2 separate regions of the Mus musculus genome follow, and region 2 is linked to region 1. A link is a contact called in public Hi-C data. All regions are on one chromosome and are shown on one strand. Each heading gives the region's core, a stretch centred on a gene start, on an enhancer-like site or on the middle of the called end of the contact. The rest is flanking DNA. Distances are from core to core; before and after follow the strand shown.

Region 1 (2,700 bases), core at 161-2,660:
TTAAGTTTCTAGGACCTTAAGTGTTCATGAACTTTCCCAACAGTAAAGTCACGTCCAGGAGTCCTTAAGTCGTATCAAATATTAAACAGTGAGGGGAAAACATCATGTTTTATATACTAAAAACCACCTGTATCCTCCCCCTCAATAATTGTGGTTAATCTTTTCGTCTTGCTGGGATTCAGAATCATCATGGAAGTAAACTTCCGGGTATGTATATGAGGGCGTTTCTGACCTGATTAATTGAGGCGAAAAGACTTCGCCTAACTATGAGCACTGCTATTCCGACATCCAGCAGGTTCAAGGCTGAATTAGAGAGAGAGAGAGAGAGAGAGAGAGAGAGAGAGAGAGATGCCTTCGTTTCCTGTCTCTGCTTCCTGACTGGGTGCAATGGGGACAGCTGGTTAAAAGGTCTTGCCTCCGTGACTTCCTTGCTATGAGGAACTGTACCATTGAACTTTGAGCCAAAATAAATCTTGTCTTCTTCAAATTGCTTTGCTAACGTGTCTTATGGCGCCAGGGGAAAAGTGATCGGATAGTCAACACGTGAAAGGACGGACCTGTCCAGGAAGACAATTCTGGCCATTTATGACATAATTAAAACGAAAAGTAGAATGTATCTTTCCATATTAGTTGGTAATAGCATATGTGAATGTTAATATTAGATTTGAAAATATCTTGGATAAACCATGCGGTCCTGGACAAACTTCATTCCTGACGAGCCCGTGAAATAATTTACTGCCAACAGCATCGGGCTGGCATTGCATTTAATGACTGCAAGGATATTTGCAAAGCAACGAACAGGTACACCAGAGGTGGGGTCTCCGGTAGGACTGCCCCACTGTGGAATGCTAAGGGGACTTCGGAGGGCTTAGGAGAAGTCTATCTAGAATCTTGATTTCGACCAAAGACGCATAAACCTTAAAAAAGAGGCTGAACAACAAAACGAAACAAAAAACAAAAACAAACAAACAAAAAAACCGGAAGTTTGAATTCCCCGCCTGCCTGGCAACGCAACCCACCTCGGAATCTTAATTGGTTTTATCCTCTTTATGCCTTCCAAGCTCTGGACAGTCCAGAACTGCAGTTCCCACAATACAACGCGGTGAGGCGGGGCTACAGGGACTTTTTTTTTTTTTTTTTTTTTTTTTTTTTAACCGCGAGTAAGCTCGCAGCGTTTTGGGTTTGATGAATGACAAACTCTGGCCTTTCCCAGACGCTGCTCCCACAACAAAGCCTGGTTTGTTGGGCCTTCGTGCGTGGGGAGGCCGAGTCTTCCCTCACTGGCCTGAGTAAAATCCGCCCCGCGGCCTCATGGTAGATGGAGTCATTGCTGTGGTGGAAATCGTAGTTCCTCCGGCTAATTCGGAGCCGACGGACTACATTTCCCAGGAGGCTGCGCGACAGCCGGCGACTAGGGGGCGGTGCCTCCCATCGGTACAGTCATCCTTCTGCCTGTTCGGCGGGACTGATGGCCGGAGAGATGACGATCTTAGGTCAGTATCTCAGGGGTCCCTGCAACTATGGAAGTCGACGGGGAAGTTCGACGAGGTCTGGGTGGGCAAGGGTTGGTTGTCTCACTCTCTGAATCACAGGTCACGCAGCCGAAGGGAGCCTGAAAAGGGGGCTAAGGCTGTTTGGAGCTGGTGGGGGCGGGGCGTCTGGAGTCGGGGGTCTGACTTGCCGGAGGCCTCTTGGGGTCGTGCCACCAGCCACAGGTCTGAGAGACGAGGGCCTAGGAATGCTAACGACCTCGGTCTTGAATGGGTAGCCGAAATCGGTTCTCTGTGCGAGAACCCACTGTGAATAAGAAGGGGATCTCGAGATTGAAGACTCTTGGCTTCACTCGGGATGCGGAATTGGGAGGGATTCAAGTCCCTGTGCATTCTTAGATGGATTCTCTTTTGAACATACCGATTGGGAATCAACATTCCCTTGCCAAACGCTGAGATGCTTTTGAGATTTGTCTGTAGGTGGGAAGAGACAAGTGGATAGGTTCTTGGTCTGCTATGATGTGCCAGGCGTTGATTTGAAGGAGCTAGCAATTACCAACAGCACTACCGAGTGACATTATGGGTTTGAGTGGGGACAGGTGTATTACGCAGACTAGTGAAACCAAATCAGATATTAATTCTAAACTCAAAGTGATGTTCTTATTCGCTTTTGTGTACAATATGCCTGATGTTTCTATATGATCTTTTCCCTTAAATATTTGCTGAGCCTCTGCTCTTCATGGGCCGTACTATTCAATGGTGACTAGAACTTGCCTTCGGGAAGTTTACATATTGTTGCTATCAGGGTTAGCACTTGCATACTTCTTCCCTAATATCTATTTTGAAAAGTATATCCTTAATGAATGCTTATATATGCAAAATCTCTTCTGGACTCTATGAGGTAACAGTAGTGCCTAAGCAGTTTTCAGATCAACATATCCAACTTACGTATTTTATCCTTTTGAATGGGTAAAGACGATAACCAAACAGGTTAGACTTACATACCAAAGCTGTCTCTGTGGGAATTTCATAATGGCATTTCATTTTAGTAATAACAGGTAAAAACTGTTTATGAAGCTATCAATCTAAATAGCAATAATCCAAGAAAACTGGATTGTATTTAGCTTTAGTTTCACATTTGTGATATTTTCATTCAACAACAGCATAATGGTTATTTAAATATCTTTACATTTTATTCCTTTATTATCAT
Region 2 (2,700 bases), core at 158-2,657, 1.0 Mb before region 1:
AGTTCCTAACTGCCAGCTTCTCTTTTCATTTAAGACTCTTATCTTTGAATAAGCGTTTTGCACATAATATTTGAATCAAAGAATAAGGTTTAAAGACTCGAGGGCACAAAACTTTGTAAAGAGTAGCATAGAGTACGCTGGGGAGGTAGACCAGAGGTTTGGAGAACTTAGTAGGAAGTCATGAGGACCAGACTTTGGATATGAGAATCACATAACAATCTTGCATATACATACCCATAAACACAGCTCCAAGCCAGGCTGATGCTGGAAGATCACGAGTGCTAGGCTAGATGAGAATAGAGTAGCCGCAGCCAAGGAGCATGTCTTCATCAAAGGAACAGGAGAGGGCAATCGAGAAGAACCAACTTACAAAAACACGTGTGTCTGCACACACGTATGTGCATACCCTAACTCAAACACACACACACACACACACACACACACACACACACACACACACACACACACACACACACAGAGACACACCCATAGATTAAAACAAACTAACAATGTATCTTTGTGGAAAGTAATGCAAGGAGCTAGAGAAAAAAATTATAAAGGGAAGAAAAGCAGAAGGAAAATAGATGAAGGAGGCACTGTCCAGTGTTTGAGATAAGACGAGGAGTGTGTAAACTGAGAACGGGAACGTGGGCAAGGACTCAGGGAAGCACCATGCTTTAACCTCTGTGAAGAGCCCATTAAGAAGAGATGGAAACTAGCTGCTGGCCATAAAGGTGGTGTGACCTCCTGTAATTATCCTGTATACAAAAGATGTGAGTCCCAACTCCATCACGAATGACCTTATGTCCTGGGTGAAAGGAGCCATGAAGATGAGTGGTTCTGGTCTAAATGCGCAAATTGTACCATGAAATGGGACCAAGAATGCTCAGCGCAGTGCCATGACTGGACAGGGAATTCTCCAGACACAGTAATCAAAGTTCTCGATAGTACTATAGCAAAAATTATGGGTAATATGGAAAAACACAATGTTGGGTACAAGAAGTTATTCTCGGTAAAGACACACATTCAGTTAAAATATATTTAAGGTGAGCCTTCTGTATGTTAGGGCTCATTGTTCTAGGCTTCAAAGATCAAACTACTGGGTACAAACTACAGTAGGACTTCAGAATGTTGACCTTCCAGTAGTGGGGGCTGTTCAAACCAAAGAATTATTTCCTCCGAGGAAGAGGCAGGACAGCTGCTTTATCGCATGAATTGACACTTATTACATTTCAATGTGAAGCAAATAAGAAAACGGAAAGGACTGTGCATTTAAGAGCCAGGCCACCAGGAAGAGCTGGTTTTCTGCTCCACAACGAAGAGGATGATTACTATGACGAGTCTAAAAGGGCATGTGGGTTCTCAACAGGTGTCCCAAGTAGGCAAGGGCAGGGCACACAATGAGCAATGTGCGCAGAGGGCAGGAGCTTGGCACAAGAACCCAGAGGGAGTAGGAAGATGAGTCATAGCAGAGGAACTAGAGGAGCGTGAGTTTGAGGACGTGAGAGGGCAGGCGACCACAGGAGTGTGCGTTTGAGGGGTGGCCAAGAATGGCAGCAATGAATATCTCTGTGGGATTAAGTGGCCCCAAGCTTCTGAAAGACTCTGGCTTCAAGTCTGTTCACCTTGGAACGCACACACGCACACACACACAGAGATGTGGAGTTGGGATGAGAGAGAGAGAGAGACAGAGAGAGAGAGAGAGAGAGAGAGAGTTGGCACGGGCTTCTGTCTGTGTCCCAGCCCAGTCAGCGTCTCGGTCAGACTTCCAGAATGGATGGCCTCTGTTGAGTGAGGGCCAGCTTGGCTGGAAGGACAGTGGGGAAGCAAGACCTCAGTCAGGCATGAGAGAAGCATACTGGGAGTGAAAGATTCCTCCTGGTCTTGTGGGCTCAGTCATGTGAGGGGTCTGGGTAGACACGGCCATAGATCATTACCAAGGCCATGTCACAGTGAACAGTGAATTCTTGCTTCCCTGTGTGGTCCAGCTCTTACCCAACTGGGAAGAGTCGGACGGAGTCAAGGAAGCGTCTCTATGCTCTCAATTTGGGCAGCTCATCTGTGAGCAGATCTGTTTGAGATGAAGAGATTTGGTTTGGAGCAATTTCCTCTCCACAACCAAAACAAACTGTAGTAGATGTAATTTACCATAAAGTTGCAATCAATGTGGAATTAAGCAAATGTCATGAGAAATTTTTATTCTTTACGCTAAAGGGTATGCAGTTATATGGTATATATATATATATATAATCTCCCCCACACTTACATTGTAATTTTCTCCTACTTAGATATTCTTTTCTTTTTCCTGACTACAAACATTCCTGAATTTTGGTTTGTGGTTCTCTGTTGGCAAAGCTTCATGCACAAAAACCAAGTCCAAAGATCTGGACCCAACAGAACAGCAGTGTTGGGAAGAAAGTATTTTTAGGAAGCTGTTGAAGGATGTGATATATTTATTGCTTTGAGTTGTACTTTTCTGTTTGTTCAAATAAGCATCAGACACCAAAAGATTTTGGAGCTCATAGAATCTCAAGTTGAGTAGGCTGAAAATTTTTATCTGTCTTTAAAACTGGGTTTTGGAAGAATGTCTTCCTAGTCGTTTCTGTCACTTGTATCAACACTGTTTTGGTTAATTTTTCTCTTGTGAACAATAGCCTCTGCTTTCTAAATGCTTAAAAATAGAAATAACATTGAACTCAT

What was found. Hi-C and Micro-C count contacts between places; a contact is called where the count stands out from the background.
Region 2: a contact with region 1 is called in a Hi-C map of muscle stem cells, with 4 times the contacts expected there. The contact joins the enhancer-like site here to the promoter of Hspa13 in region 1. A contact is called at or near these places in 1 of 39 promoter capture datasets (the 3T3-L1 cell line), 15 of 484 Hi-C or Micro-C datasets (3T3-L1-derived adipocytes, the Ba/F3 cell line, the G1E-ER4 cell line and 10 more), 5 of 115 datasets of contacts at active chromatin or transcription factors (astrocytes, embryonic fibroblasts, embryonic stem cells and 2 more) and 2 of 9 other capture datasets (adipose tissue and embryonic stem cells).

What each region holds. Positions count from the first base shown.
Region 1 is chr16:75,765,528-75,768,227 of GRCm38.p6, reverse strand. Hspa13 (heat shock protein 70 family, member 13) reads left to right here and starts at 1,410. Exons shown (of 5, transcript NM_030201.3): 1 at 1,410-1,493. The coding sequence starts at 1,469.
Region 2 is chr16:76,815,403-76,818,102 of GRCm38.p6, reverse strand. No RefSeq gene overlaps it. Among named protein-coding and RNA genes, the nearest start is that of Gm30790, 38 kb to the right of the region's middle. Within about 2 kb of position 1,407, at least 31 of the 459 cell types and tissues checked have an H3K27ac peak or open chromatin away from gene starts, as enhancers often do. A contact at or near this core is called in muscle stem cells, where this site is marked.